Regions from separate parts of the Mus musculus genome. Here region 2 is linked to region 1. The links are chromatin contacts, called in public promoter capture Hi-C maps. All regions are on one chromosome and are shown on one strand. The core of a region is the stretch at or near the end of the contact, and the rest is flanking DNA. Distances in the headings are between cores, read along the strand shown.

The links. Promoter capture Hi-C pulls out the DNA fragments that hold promoters and counts their contacts.
Region 2: a promoter capture Hi-C map of hippocampal neurons shows a contact between it and region 1, with 2.1 times the contacts expected there. The contact joins the enhancer-like site here to the promoter of Zfp750 in region 1. A contact is called at or near these places in 7 of 39 promoter capture datasets (cranial neural crest, embryonic stem cells, frontonasal cranial neural crest and 4 more), 2 of 484 Hi-C or Micro-C datasets (CD4 T cells and nephron progenitors) and 1 of 115 datasets of contacts at active chromatin or transcription factors (pancreatic cancer cells).

The regions. Positions count from the first base shown.
Region 1 is chr11:121,516,453-121,523,894 of GRCm38.p6, reverse strand. It overlaps Zfp750 (zinc finger protein 750), which reads left to right and starts at 4,553. Exons shown (of 3, transcript NM_178763.4): 1 at 4,553-4,665. The region is part of intron 13 of Tbcd (tubulin-specific chaperone d); the gene reads right to left.
Region 2 is chr11:121,739,767-121,747,119 of GRCm38.p6, reverse strand. No RefSeq gene overlaps it. Among named protein-coding and RNA genes, the nearest start is that of Gm12589, 34 kb to the left of the region's middle. Within about 2 kb of position 5,974, at least 145 of the 459 cell types and tissues checked have an H3K27ac peak or open chromatin away from gene starts, as enhancers often do. A contact at or near this core is called in hippocampal neurons and pancreatic cancer cells, where this site is marked.

The DNA.
Region 1 (7,442 bases), core at 3,304-5,803:
GCTACTTAAAACATTGAGAGGATTTTGTTGTTTTTGTTTTTGTTTTTAGGGGGCGTGGTCTTCGGTATTTTATTTTGTTTTGTTTTTGGTAATTCAATTGCAGGTTCTTGAGCATGAACTCTGTAGACAAGAATTTTGTGTTCCAATGTCAAAAGGTTGGACACACCTGAGTCCTAAAGTCTGTACGGCAGCACTAAGGGCTCCACTAACATGTCCACCTTCTGCCTTGTGGACCCCTAAGGCTGTGGGGTTGGAACACAGGCCTCAGTGGAGCAATCTATGATCACAGCCCACCTCTGGCCAATCCTGGAGAGGTTCTAGGCAGTAGGAGCACAGGAGGAGGAGGGTGGATCATCCCCCATCTTGGCCAGATGCCCCGCTGGGCCTACAGAAGCTCGGAGCAGCTCTGTCTACTGAACAGCAACACTTGCCCCCTGGGCTACAGCTCCAGGTCTGTCCTGTGGCTTTGAGCAAAACAAGAGCAGTGCCTAGGGCCAAAACCCAAGTCTAGGAAAGTGTCCAGACCACTAGGAACAGAGCTTTTCACAGTCCAGTCGGGATGTACCTTAACACAAATGGAATAGGAGGGAGGCTTGGGAAGCAGAATAAGGCATGATGGGAAGGGCCATCCATCACCTCAGAGCTAGCTCAAGACCAGGTTATTAAGGGCTTGGCAAAATCATTTGTTTCTCTGGATAGTCTCTTACTATTACAATCCTAACTGAAAGGAATTCCAATTAAAAACCCCTAAAAGATACCCTCTTCAATGGGAAAGAAGCCATGAAGGCAAGGTCAAACAAAGCCAGACTCCTAAAACCTGGGACAGGCCCTGGGCCTTCGGCTATTCCTCTTAAAAAGCTCAGGAGTGCACAACTCCCACAAACCGCAGAAGCATGTGCACGCCCCAGGAATCTGGAACTGGGCAAGATGGAGCTGCTGTTGTCCTCTGCCACCCAAGGACCCTGTACTCCTATCCCAATCATGTCACCAACACAGAACTCAAGTTCTGGGGAGACCAGAGTAGAGAGCCCCAGTGTGAGCTGCCTGCTGCCTCCAACTGCCCCGGGGCATCACAGGGCACTGGGAAGCTGAAACCAGACTTGTGACATCACTACAACAATTCCCATTTCCTTTTTACTTTCCAGATGTTCCTCACAAAAGGAGCACAAAAAATTACAGGAAAAATCATCTTGTGACTATTTGTAAGGAGGTCAGAAAATAAGTGACTTCCCTTCCTTCTTCAAAAATGTTTTGTGAGAGAGGCTGCTGTGTGAAATGACTCAACAGGCCTGGCAAAGCCTGTGCTGACCCTCTCCCACATTACGCAGCCCTGCATTGCACTGCAGGGGACAGCCCAAGAACAGGCAAAGAGATGTTGAAGGGACAGGAAGTGAGCTCAGAGCCAAGCCGTGCTGTGGAGGAGTACCTAGGCTAACCCAACACACTGCTCTGCCTTCCATACCCTGCAGGGAAGTGTGCCACAGATGGCTCCAGCAGGGACCCAGGAAAAGAGTCTGATGCAGCAGACTAGAGTCACAGCACTATCTATACCCAACAGCACCTGTCTGCATTCGATTGAGATGCTGCTGTCCAGAGATGGCAGCTGCCCCAGACACCCACTCTATACCCCATCTTACCTCCCATGTCACATGATGAAACTGTGACCTACCAGACTAGGTACCTGGGTCAAGTTACTTAACCGCTCTGTGCTCATTTAACTCCTATAAAGCAGGTGCACAACAGCTCCTGTGACTACAGGGAATGATGCAAGTACCACTCAGCACCAAGGACCCACATGGAAGATGCTCAGGAAATGCCAACTGCCACTCCCAGTCCTACCCCCTAAGATTTTACTTCTCAGAAACTTCATCAAGACATTTAGGTCATGCAGAGGAGTGAGACCAAACACAAGGGTTCAGACCTCACTAGTGGCAAAAGAAAGGCCTCCTCTTTTTTTTTTCTTTTTTTTCTTTTTTTCCTTTTTTTTCTTTTTTTCTTTTTGGTATCTGTAGGTGTTTTGCCTGCATGGGCATGCCTGGTGCCTTCAGAGGCCAGAAGAGGGCATCAGATCCCCTGGGACAGTAGCTATAGTTTCAAGCCACTGTGTGGGTGCTAGAAATTGAATCTAGGTCCTCTGATAGAGCACCCAGTGTTTTTAATGCTAAGCTCTCTCTCCAGCCCCATCCTTCACTTTCTAAGGCATAAGCAAAGAAGTCAAAGAGGGCAGGGAACATAGCAACAGAAAGAACCACTAGGAGGTTACAAGCACATGAACCTTCAGTGGGGAACCAAAGAGGAAGCACTGCCAGTCCCTGACCTACACAACAGAACCTATTAAAAGCCCAAGGTCTTGGCTATCATCAACTCTTGATCATTCTGTCAACCAGCAGCAATAAAGAAACCCCACTCTGCAGCAGACAGAGTTGAATCCCTACATAAAGTCCCCAAGCCCTCCTATCCTGCAAGAAACTCACTGAACTATTCAGAGCAGTTAGAACAAGGTATCAAAGCAGGGCTACTCAAACCCCCCCAGAAACCAGAGATCCTGACTGTGGAATATGCTTCATAGAAATACTAGAAGATATAGTAAAGGAAACTGAGAATATAAGGAAAAAGAAGAGGAGGAAAAACATTCATATTCTCTCTTTCTCTCTCTTTCTCTCTCTCTCTCTCTCTCTCTCTCTCTCTCTCTCTCTCTCTCTCTCTCTCTCTCATAAAGCTAGAGATTGCCCTTGATCAACATCTAGAGCGTGTGGATATCATCAAGCCACAGATGCCAGGCCATGTAGGGACATGGTGGCAAGGCTGGGCCTCAAAACAGGGGATGCTCACTAAATGTCACCCTTCAGATCAGAACTCCTGCTGCATGAAGACTCTCCTTGGAAGAAAGCACTGTAAAGTGGCATTAGGCCAATACGTCTGTTGGAGGGTTTAGGGATTAGTATAGCACTGCCCTCACTGACTATGAAATACAAAAAAGAAGAGGGAAGGAAATGTAGAAGCTATGACACAGCAAAGATAGGACTGGCCCAAGTGAGAGGGCAGCACAAAGGGAGGAGGGATGGCCCTCAAGAGGATGTGGGAGGCAAAGAGTTAAGGGGGTCCATTAAAAACACCTGAAGTCCAGATTGCAAATTAGAATCAAGGAGTAAAACTCTCAGCAAAAGGTGAGTGAGAGCAGAGGGGAAAGGGTAAGACTTTCAGCAAGTCCCTGCCAGCCTTCCTAAGAAGCTGGCCTGCCCCAACTGCTCCAGAAAGAGGTGCAGCAGAAACGGCACTGAGATAATTCTCAGCCTTGCCTCTCCATTTTGCTCTCTTCAAGTCCTGAGATGTCCAAAGGCTACCCTCTACTGTGGAGTCCCGGAAAGTGGCAGAGTAGCTAGAGGACTTCACCATACCGGGAAGCCTCAGTAAACACCCACAGAGTAGAAGCACTGCCTGGGGGAACCGGAACCAGTACAGACCACCTCCGCCCAGACAGATGTAACAAACTGTAACAAACTGGTGACTGTCTCAGAGCAGAGCTTAAGGTAACTTGCTACTCAGCTAGAGATGTGAGAAACCCTAGGGAACTGCTCGCTGTTCTTATAAGACTGAGCATTTGGCTTAGACTCTTCCTAGGAATGAGACAAAGTAACTAAACTAGGTTTTAAAGAATTAAACATAAAGGTGAAGCCAAGTAAAATCTAAAGTCTTAAATGCGTGCTGGCCCTTGCCAGCAGCTTCAGGTATGACCAAGAGCCTAGCCAGCTATCACAGTGTCCTTTCCCTGTCCCCAAACTGACATCACATTCCAGCCTCCACTGCAGCCCGCACAAGCCTCAAAGCAAACAAGTAAACACTGGGGGTGGGGTGGGGGGTGGGGGTAGGGGATGGTAAAATGGCTCCAAAATTTAAAATCTAAGTTATTACTTAAAGAGGGGGTGTGAAGGTGAACACACTGCCGACGCCCAAATGACAGACAGCACATGTCAGCTCCACAACCAGTACAGGCCCTGGGCATGTTCCGGCAGGTCCCTGTGACAAGGCAGCAAGGTTAGCATCCTCTCTGCCACCCTAGTTCTCCCGGTGACCTCAACAAAACTCCTAGAGAAGGGTAGAAATCGCAGAGGTGGCCAGAGGCTTCTCTGGGCATCACAGCAAAAACACTTGTCATGTTTCCATCGGTGACATGTGTTTCAGGACAAAGTTATATTTCTCTGCTTCTATGTTCCTATGCTGGAGTACTGAAGCGAGCAAGCGAAGCTCTACACCTGAGTCTTTAATGAGCATCAAGTGCTTGTGATACAAGTACATCAGCACTAGACTCTGCATCCAGATATCCTGATTCCTCTGCAACTGGGCAGCCCTCCCAGGACCCCACACACCGTGAACCTAGAGTCCTGTGGGGCACCTGGAGTGGCACAGGACTCTCTGGATCCCTGCTCAGTGAGGCTACGTGGAGCTCAGTGGGTGCAAACACTTGAATTGTAGCTGCAGGCGGAGGAATATCAGGTGCATCTCTACGCCCCGAGGGCTCAACTCCTACACTTAAATCCCTCCCACTGGAACAGCCGGCTCCAGTTTCACCGAGCCAGCGAGCCAGCGTGAGAACAGATCCTGCTCCTCAGACCTCAGCACCTTGCACAGAAGAAGGACTCCGCATCCCAGCACTGCCCACCTTTGGTAAGTGCTTACTATTTCTTCAAGTTTTCTTTCAAAACTACTCTTTAATGTGTCTTGAGGAATCTGTCTGGGTAAATTGTTTGCTGTTGTCTGCTCTTTCCTGCTCTCACTATTCCCTAAGGATTACTCAGAACCCGGCAGGTGCATCTCGGGGATGCAGACCACAATTACAGAACTCCTAATGGGGCTGATACGTTATTCCAAGACTATGAGCAAGCTTATTTAGAAATCAAGCCATCCTTTCTGCTATAAAATTTATTTTAAAAACAAAAGATGGATTTATAGTATTGCTTAATTGTTCCCTACTTTTCAAAGAAATTACAATAAATTTTGACATAAAAGAGGCAAAACTCACATATATAGAGAGAGATACAACTGTTTGGTTTCATTTCTAGTTTAACATCTAAAGCTTTTCAAATTTAAAATAACTGCTGCTTTGACAAAACCTTTCAAAAACAAGAAACCAACTAAGTTTAGGTTTTTGGTTTGGTTGTTAAGATTATACATGGGGGGGGGGGGATAAATCTGTATGAAAATAATTATCGACCGAATAATCGGCCAAATCTGACCAAGTCAGACTTGGTTTAAGCAGAAACGCCTGCATTTCCTATCTGAGTGTTTGCATTAGAAAAGGCTCTCTGATGTTTTAAACTGCTGTGTTACAGAAACACAGGCAAGGCGAGCTCCGGTGCCATGCTGGTCGGGAAGCCGTGAGCCTGCACAACACAACCCATTTGTTTTCTAGATCCTTCCTTCCAAACACACTCTAGAAAACAGCTTTCTTCTAAGACTATGGCCTCCCTAAGTTCACCTTCATCTTAAAGAACAGAAAGTTTGGGAGGGAGCGGCGGCCAGCTACTGCAAAAGCCCACATGAAGTAAAACTCACAAATCTCGTTCTTGCGACACCCCAGTGGGTAGACGACAGTGGCGTGCCCTTGAGTGGTGCAATAACGCCACATCACAGTGCTGTAATTATAGCATGCCCTTCACGACGTTCCACCTGCGAGGCTCTGCGCCAGACAGCTGGACACCACCAGGAGGAATAGTACTGCACTGTCTTGATTTGCAGGTCAATTCACAGGACAAACATAGCTGCCTGGCCCGTCACATCGCTGGCCTATAAAGCAAAGCTGTAATTACCTCTATTGTATCCTATCAGGGTTCTCTTAAATTATTCTTTCTCTTGTCTGATTTCTAAGTGCAAGCCCCTTAGAAACTTCTAAAAACATGCCAGCCACTCACTGTTGTCTTGACAGCAGCAACTACACTACATGTCCACACTCAGGGACTGCTGAAGTTTAATGCTTTAAAGACAAACAGGACCCTGTGGCCAATCGAAACTACACAGTGCTCACTCTGTGTGTGGGCAGGTATCCCGGATGGCACACTGTGGGCAGGTGGAAGGTGCTCTCAGCCCTGGGCCCTTTCTGAACGCAGTCAAGTCATTTAATATAAGAGATATCGAAGTCTCAAGTCATACAGCCTGATGTGTGTCAGCAAAAAAATTGGGACACATCTTACAGATCTTAAGCTGGATACTGTACATGTTTCTAGGTCACTGTATTATTGTACATACTGTATGCTGCATTGCAAGATGATTCAGAGAAGGAAGTCTGGGGCCAAGGTGAGGTCTGGGGAGGCATGTTTGAGAACAGGGCTTCCCCAGGGAAGACAGAGAACAACTCTCTGCCAAAAGCCCTTGATGAGGGCTGAGTGCCTGTGGGAAGACACCCTCATGAACCCCCCTGACCATCAAATGGGAAGTAGAAGGGAGGAGGGTATGGTGCCAAGTAAAATTCCTCTGGGACTGTTTCAGTATCAAACATGCTAACACTACAGTTCTCAGACAGCCATAGCTACACATATAGCCTTCCAGAGATGTATTCCCAAAGTAGTAACAGGCCCAACCTTAAAAAAAAAAAAAGGGGGGGGGGGGGAAGCCACATACCCTTCTTATGCCTTTAGGAAAAGCTTCACCTTTGAATATAAACCCAAAAGTACTGTAAACAGTCAAAGTTCTTGGCTTTCCTGTTTTGGCAACAATGTGTGCTTTTGGGAATATTTAACACCAGCGGCTGCCAGACAGTTCAAAGTCCAGCAGGTATAAACTGACCAAACAGGACTTATTGTAAGCCTCCATGCCCACAGACATATGTGCCTGGCTGCAGTCATGGCTGTGGGTTTATTTCTTGATAGTCATAAACCTCACTTGCTTAGGACAGAGAACTCACAGGCTGACATCATCATTCAAAAGCTTACAAAAGCATCAATTTTATCCCACTTACTTCTCTAACACGGTAGTTTTATAGATGAGTTACGCCCGCCTTACACCTGCCTCCAAGCAGTGAGCTCTCCGCCTTAATTAGCAATTGTGAAATCCTGAGGGTCAGTTTATCCGAAGTTACTGAAATGATTACAGCCGAGCCTGCTTCTGTATCCATTCCCTTTCAGTTTTAATAAACCTCAGGAAATGGCCTCACTCTAGAACCCTTACACAAGAGCCACTGCTGCCTATCCCAGCCAGCCTGCTCACTGTCCTGGGGATCAGCAGCCAAAAAAATTAAAAGACAAAGGCTGAAACCAAAACTTCACATAGCATGACACACGCACACACTCACACACGCATGCACGCACACTCGGTAATAATTATTTCCTCAGTTACTCCTCTTTCTTATAAGACAGGAAACCCTTACCATGACAATGTACTTATTTAACCTCCGTAGATGTTCAGTACTTAACCCCAGTGGCACGCTTACTGCTGCCCGAAACCATCAG
Region 2 (7,353 bases), core at 4,725-7,224, 220 kb before region 1:
CCCTGCTCAAAACAGACACCCACCCCGCCTTCATAGCCAATTGTAGCCCATAGATGGACACTTTCAGGCTCTGAAGGGCCTGTGGTTTTCCCTTTGAAGGAATTTATCATTGATTATTCACACACGGGGTATTTTGAATATGAAGAACATGTAACTCCCTAATGAGATAAAACTGAGCACAAACATGCTGTTTTGTTAAATAGTAGATATAACTGCATTGCTTACTTACACTTGGCTGCACAGCACTGCTGACCTTCATATTCTGTGCATGTGGCAAAGTGACAGGCTGTAAAGCAGTCTAAAGACATTGCTGTTTTGATTAGGAAGGAACAGAGGACTCAGATGGGGAATTTTCAGACATTAACTTCCACTGATGGGGTGTGCAAGGCCCTCTATATATCCACACAAAAATTGAAGTGGGACAGTTGTGGCCACAAATTGGTACCACACAGCCCCTGAATATGTAGATTAGGTGGATGATCTATGGATATTAAGATTTTACCCATTAACTAACTAAAGCAGAACCCTTTAGGAAGAAATGCCTGTGTTAACACACCTTCAAAGTTTCCTTTCCTTTTTAAGTTATAGCCTTTTGGAGAAAATTGAGCATGCTCAGAGATGTTTCTTTCAACTACTCAACTCAATAATTTATGCTAAGCATGCTGAAGAATGTGTCATCTTTCCTCCTTGCACTATGATCTAAGCCAAGCACACCCAGGAATGTGCTGACCCTCACACTGTTTTTCTACCTAAATGTGTGTAGACTCCTTGAATAAAACCCTACACTTCCTTTGTGTACGGGGCCACAGCTTTGAAAAGAATTCCATGCTCTCCTTACCTATTGAAGACAATCTTTCTCTAGCCTTTTGTGTTTTAGCCATACTTTTCTTTTTAGCTTCACACTCACCAAGATATAAACTTATGGGGCTGAATTAAACCAGAAGGACGCCTGTAAACCTTCAGGTTCATTTTCACCACTTGTAGGACTCAATCCTTTTTGGCCATGCTTCAGCCTCTAACAGAAGACCACAAAGCTTAAGACTAGGGGCTGCTTGCAGGTATGCCTCCTGCTCACTCCACCCAGCCCCCAAAGGACATAGCTTTCTCCTTGAGTCTCTCTGTGGATTTGCCAGGAGAAGCAAAGTACCCTATAGACCTAAGAAGACTTGTTAATTCCACAGCAGGGTCATCAAGATCCCAGATCAAGAAACAGATAGCGTACCTTTGGTATGTCAGGCTCAAGTAGAAGCCTAACATCACAGTCACCTTTTACTGGAAGTAAAAATTTTACTGAAAGAAGAAACAATTATGTAATGTATTGTGAACCTAAATGACTATTTCTGATACACAATCTGGCCTAGGAACCAGTCATCTTCCTGTTCCCTCTGTGACTTCACTTCCTGAGCCTGAGGACTCAGAGGAACTTTTAAGTCCCTGCCTTTTAGTATGCAGCCTTCACTCAGTGGGTACTGTAGATATCACTAGCTGAGGCCGTGTGCTCTTCACCAGCAAGGACAGCCTATTTGCCTGGCAAGCACAGGGATATCTCACATAGCAATTAAAGCAAGAGTGTTTCCTCACAGGTGACAATAGAAAGACAACACTTAAGGACAGAGCAGAGAGCACACCCTTACACAAAGTGTGGGTGCTGTGAAGATCCTGTATTTCAGGGGATGACAGCTTTAAACATCAGTCTATGATTGGAACCATCTAGAAGACATGGAACTATGAAATGGTGCACAAGCCAGCAAGATATTTCATAATAAAACTACAAATACACAAATCTGTGACCCAGCCACACTGTTTCTAAGGATTAAAAAAATCAACATTAAATAATGCTCAAAGAAGAATATCCCAAACATTGTTACATACTAAATATCCATCTAATTATGTTTTATAAAAGCATGCAATAGAATACTAGCACACATGTAAAAAGAACTCACAGCTGCCTTTGTACCATATGAAAAGATCTCCAAGAAGACATCAACCTGAAAAGAAACAAGCAACTTGAAGCATGTAGTAGTGACTTCTTTGTGATGAGTCTGTACAGAAAGGAGAGAATGACATTGTAGCATGTGACCTGGAAAATTCATCTTAGCCAGGGTACAGGGCCGGGGTCAAATGCAGCAGATTGCATGGCTATATGTTCTTGATATGAAGAGAAGGATAGTTGGTCTCTGTGTGCCCCAAACTCAATCTAACCATGATAAAAACATCTAACAGATCACAGTCACACTGAACTCCTATGAATACCCAATACACTTGCATGGCCATCTCCAATTCAGAGAGTATGAGTAGGCATCCCAGTGCAGAGTAGCCAAAGAAACTGAGAGATCCAGTGAGATCCTGTGTGAACTCCTTGATAGAAAGAGGCAGAAAGGAATAGCAGGATGTGTGAAATATTGTGTTCTCAATAATGGGTCACTAATGGTGCTAAGTTTATGAGACATGTAGCAGAGAGGAGCTGCCTTTGGGGTGGTAAGATACCCATTCTATCTTTCCAAGCTCTTTGTAAATCTAAAACTACCCTTACAAAGCTAGTCTATTATTAAAGTGAAGGAAAGTTTTTAAAGATTAAAGGAATATGCAGAAAGGTATATGCACCTTGCTGTAATCTGCATAGTGGGTAGAGAGATAGCTTCACTGAATTTTAAGTGCTTTAAACTCTAGACAGAAGAAAGACACCAGGTGGTGCTAGAGGAGGTGGGAGTGAAGTGTACTTTCTTAGATACTAGAAACTAGAAACTTACCAATGATTTCCCTATTAAAATTTTAAAGTAAGGAGAGAGACTTGCCCTGGGACTTGTAGGGTAAAGTTCTTGGAACAGGCAAGGCCCACCTAAGGCTCCAAGTATGGTAAGCCACACCATTTTCTCTAGTTGTCCCTGGCTTGGCTTAGCCTTAGGGAGAGGGAAAATGTCCTCTCCCCTATTTACTGGAAACCTCAAGGCTAGCAAATGGCAACTTCCCTTTTCTGGGGAACCAGCCTCTGGGCAGGGCCCTTGATCTGCTTGCTCCTTTTGGCTTCCACCAGCAGTTGTCTAAACCTTCTGCCTCTAGAACCCTTCTTAAGACCAACCAGCTTTGAGAATCCAGTATCAAGGAGCCCCAAGCAGGAGGCTCTGTGTGAGCCACTGTAAGGGTGGCAGGTGTGCACAGACCAAGCTCTCCTCTGCAAAACTCATGGCAGACTCTCCCTAGAACCTCAGGACAGCCCAGTAAATACAACAACCAACATGACAACCACATACTACACTCATGATATGAAGGATCATCCATTAGCATTGGAATCTCCCCAAATTCTCTTGACCCCCAAGATGTGTCTTTTTGTCATTCTGGTTCCTCTTCCCCAGACCAGGACTGCCAAGCCCAGAGGGAATGACTATAGCACCCCCCTCCCCAGATGGCAGATTTTCAAACAACAGAGTTTCAAAACACTGTGGTATCTGAGCAGCTGGTGTGCAATGAAGGCTGAGCAAAGCTAAGTCCGGTGTACAAGCTTTCCATGAGCAGCTCTGGAAACTCTGGAAAGGGTGTTGGGGCCAGGGAGGGCAGAGTTCCAGGGAGGGGACCTGTACACACCACTTTCCTCCTGTTGAGTGCCTGAAATGCTGGACTGCTTGCAAGAATCCCCAAGCATCCAAGGCCACTTCTGGATATGCCAGAGCCATTGGCTATACACAGGAAGCTAGTCTCATCCATTATTGTGCAGAGAAGCAAGTGGAGTAGAGGGCTCTGGCAAAGGGCTTTCTGCTGACAATGTCTTCTAATACATCTACTTCCCCAAAGTAGGGTGTTGCTGTTGCTTGCATCATTTCTTACGTGTTTTCCTCCTTTGGAAGAATTTAAAGTATGTTTAAATCAGTCTTTAGATGGGATACTGAACTTGTCTGTGAAACCTAGACCAAAGAACTTATATCCTTGAATCCTGACTGAAACTTGTCCCAGATAGATGACTCCCAATCTTCCCATAGACCTGGTGATGTCTCTGAGCAGAAGCAGCCAAAAACTATTTGGACTCAAATTATGTTTTTAAAGAAAAAAAGTCCACTCAGGACTACATATGTAAATGGAAAATGGTTATTCATGACATATCTAATATTCAAAGGGTCATATCATTTACATCAGCAGTGAAATCTTATGAACACATTAAGATTACAAATTGTTCCTGTTTATCATTCAAAAAAGAGTTTAAGAATTCCATGAGGGAATAACAAGAGTCTTCTAATTTAAATATTTGAAAGACAAAATCAAGTGTGTTCTTTCCATAGACATAGGCTTCCACAAGAATAAACTAAATAGTAAGCAGTTTGAAAACATGACTTTGAAAGATCTGGCAACCTCTCATGATACCAGTGCTCACTTTTTTATAAAAATGCTTTTAACAAACTTTTCTCCTGGATACAAGCTAAGATAAACTGTGTCTTCCTATATAGCCCACTGTGATACTTTGAAGATGCTTGGCCCAGGGAGTGGCACTATTAGGAGACGTGGCCTTGTTGGAAGAAGTATGTCACTGTGGGCATGGGCTTTGAGACCCTCCTCCTAGCTGCCTAAGGAGTCAGCCTTCTCCTGTTTCCCTTTAGAACAGGATACAGAACTCTCAGCTCCTCTAACACCATGTCTGCCTGGATGCTGCCATGCTTCCTATCATAAAGATACTGGACTGATCCTCTGAAGCTGTAAGCCAGCCCTAGTTAAATGTTGTCCTTTATAAGAGTTGCCTTAGTCATGGTGTCTCTTCATAGCAATGAAAACACTAAGACACCCACTAAACCCAAGCTATCTGGAACAGGCATTTACCAGACGTTTCTCCAACCTCTGAACTCCCTGAAGTGATATATTCCTGTCCTCAGTGATTGCCTAGACCAGAGCAATGACATCTCATGGCCATCAGCTAGTCCACAGACGTAGGTCAGACTCAAGAGCAAGTTTATGGAACCATCAAGGGCTAGAGCAGACATGCCTTCATAGTCAGCTTCTAATCTGAAGAATTGTCTTGGAAAGATGATCCCAGCTGCCCAGTCTGATTTATCCACAGCCATGCAATGGTCATGTTGACTAGAGCTGCTTAGTCCCCAGTGTTTTGGAGAGCATAGGGAAGGATGAGTGAGTACGTAGGGTGAACGAGTGTATGAGAGACCCAGAAATACCAAGGTGATTTCCAACTGCCTGACCTGGGAGGCAAGCATGGCATATAGGACACCCTCCACTAGGCCTCTGGGCAGATGACAAGCATATGTGGGGTCTCCTAATGGCAGCCCTTTATCCTCTGGGGAAAGACTGAGCAGAGCCTTCAGGTCATTCTACCCAAGTCTATCCTGTAGGAACCTACTTAGGCTCCACTTGATGCAGATGTGAGTCTAAGGGCAAGGGTGAAGCTGCAGTGTGTGTACTGCCCCAAGTGCTTCCTGCTGACAAGGCACACTGTTGCCTTAGCAACACAGCTTTACAGCACTAAGCATGTGGTAAAAACATGTGACACACCCACTCATCATGCTGTGTTGCAACTAATTCTTTCAGCAGATCCCAGCCAGTCTCTGGAATTACCAGGCTGAACTGGACTCTCATTCCCTGAGGACCTGAGACTTCTGGAACTGGGTGTGGCATGAAAGACGGAGAAGACAGACAGCATGTGGGCAAAGGCCTCTCTCTAACAGCCAGGGGCTTGGGCAGGTGTCTGGCAGCTACATTCCAATGTAAAACATTTTTCACTAAAAAAATTATTCCAGAGACTGTATAAAAAGCTAAAGGTAGCTCTGGGGGTGTTCTAGAATGCAGTGGAATTTTTCTGCCCAGGGAGGAAAGAGGCAGCAGTTGACATGGACATGAGCCACCATTTCACTCCAAGATGCCAGGGTCAGTAGAACAAAGAAACTCTGGTGTCTTGGGAAGTAAACTTGTCACCCTGGACAGGGCAGAGAGAGGGCCCAGGAAAAATAAGCCCTACACCTTCCTCATGACCTCAGAGACAGGGAACTTTGTGGAAAAAGGGTGACCACAGTCCACAGGCACTGCCCCCATAGGTAGGTGGAGGCCCGAGTCACATTCTTGGACAATTTCCAAGTCCCTCCCAGGGAGGAGCTGTGGGTTCTTCCTCTTTGGACTCCTTAGAACAGGATTGGCAACTTCAAATATACAAACATACAACCACCTCCAGCTCTGGTCCAGCTACCATCTCTTCTTCCCAGCTGTCTGCTGGACTCCATTCTGCTGATGCCCCTGCTCCCAAGTCATACTTCAGATTGTATGACTCCCACTCAAGACTTCAGAAGGACAAGGGCCCTGCGGCAGGGCCAGTGTTTCTCACCTTCCTTTGGGCCACAAGCCACTGAGCTGCCTGCTCCTCCTTCTGTGCATGCTGAGTTACCTTCTCAGCAAGGCACACGCCCACTCTCCCCCTTGGACTGTTTGCATAGTGCTTCTTACTGAACATCTTATATGGTTTCTCAATTGTCTCACAAATACACATAGGTGCACCAAAATCAAAGATACAGGACAAAGCTATCATTGAACGTTTTCATTCGAGAAAATATCATTTAACACAAAATAGGAATAACTAGTATAACTAACCTCAAATCTTCACCACGCAGTTTCAACAGCCATCAGCCTAGCCCCATTTCCTTTGTGTCTTCCTGCTCCCTTTGTGTACTGTGAAGCACACTCCAGTCATCAATGTGATTCTGTCTATAAACACTACTGAAAAGCAAAGTTTTTTTTTTCAAGAGCCTGAACTTAATACCATTGTCACACCCTAGAAATTAATAGCTTTAATCTTCAACATACAATCATCTCCCTCCAGGGTACCTGACTGCCCCCTGTGGCTCTGTCATAAGTTGAGAACTACGTCTGTCTGGTACAGCGCTGTGCCTGCACACACACAGAGTAGCAGATTGTCAGGGTTATGAGAATGCTAAAAGACTTGAACATAAATATCAAGAGCATCTTTTATATCACATAATTTTAAAAAGTCAGTACCCAAGGATGAGGAAGACTGATGTATGTCCCAAGCATATGACAGAGCTATGGGCTGTTCTCATGCATAATGCCAGCCACCCCTAGGGAAACAGTGTAAATAAGGAGAGTGTTGCTGAGGCATCCTTCCCTAAGCTCCAACAACCTTTATTCAGTCCCACCACTTCGTCGCACACCTGGCCTAACACACTTGCTGTTGCCCTCCCTTGCTTCTCCTCCAACTGTTCAACCCCACATGTGACCTTCCAGGCTTCTCCACGTCTGCCAGGACCATCGGCTTCCATTTGTCAGTCTCTGCAAAACAAAGCCTCGAGACTTACAAGAGCAGTAAATATGAGCAAGTCTCATCCCTTCCAGCCTGGTGTGCATCTCAAGAGT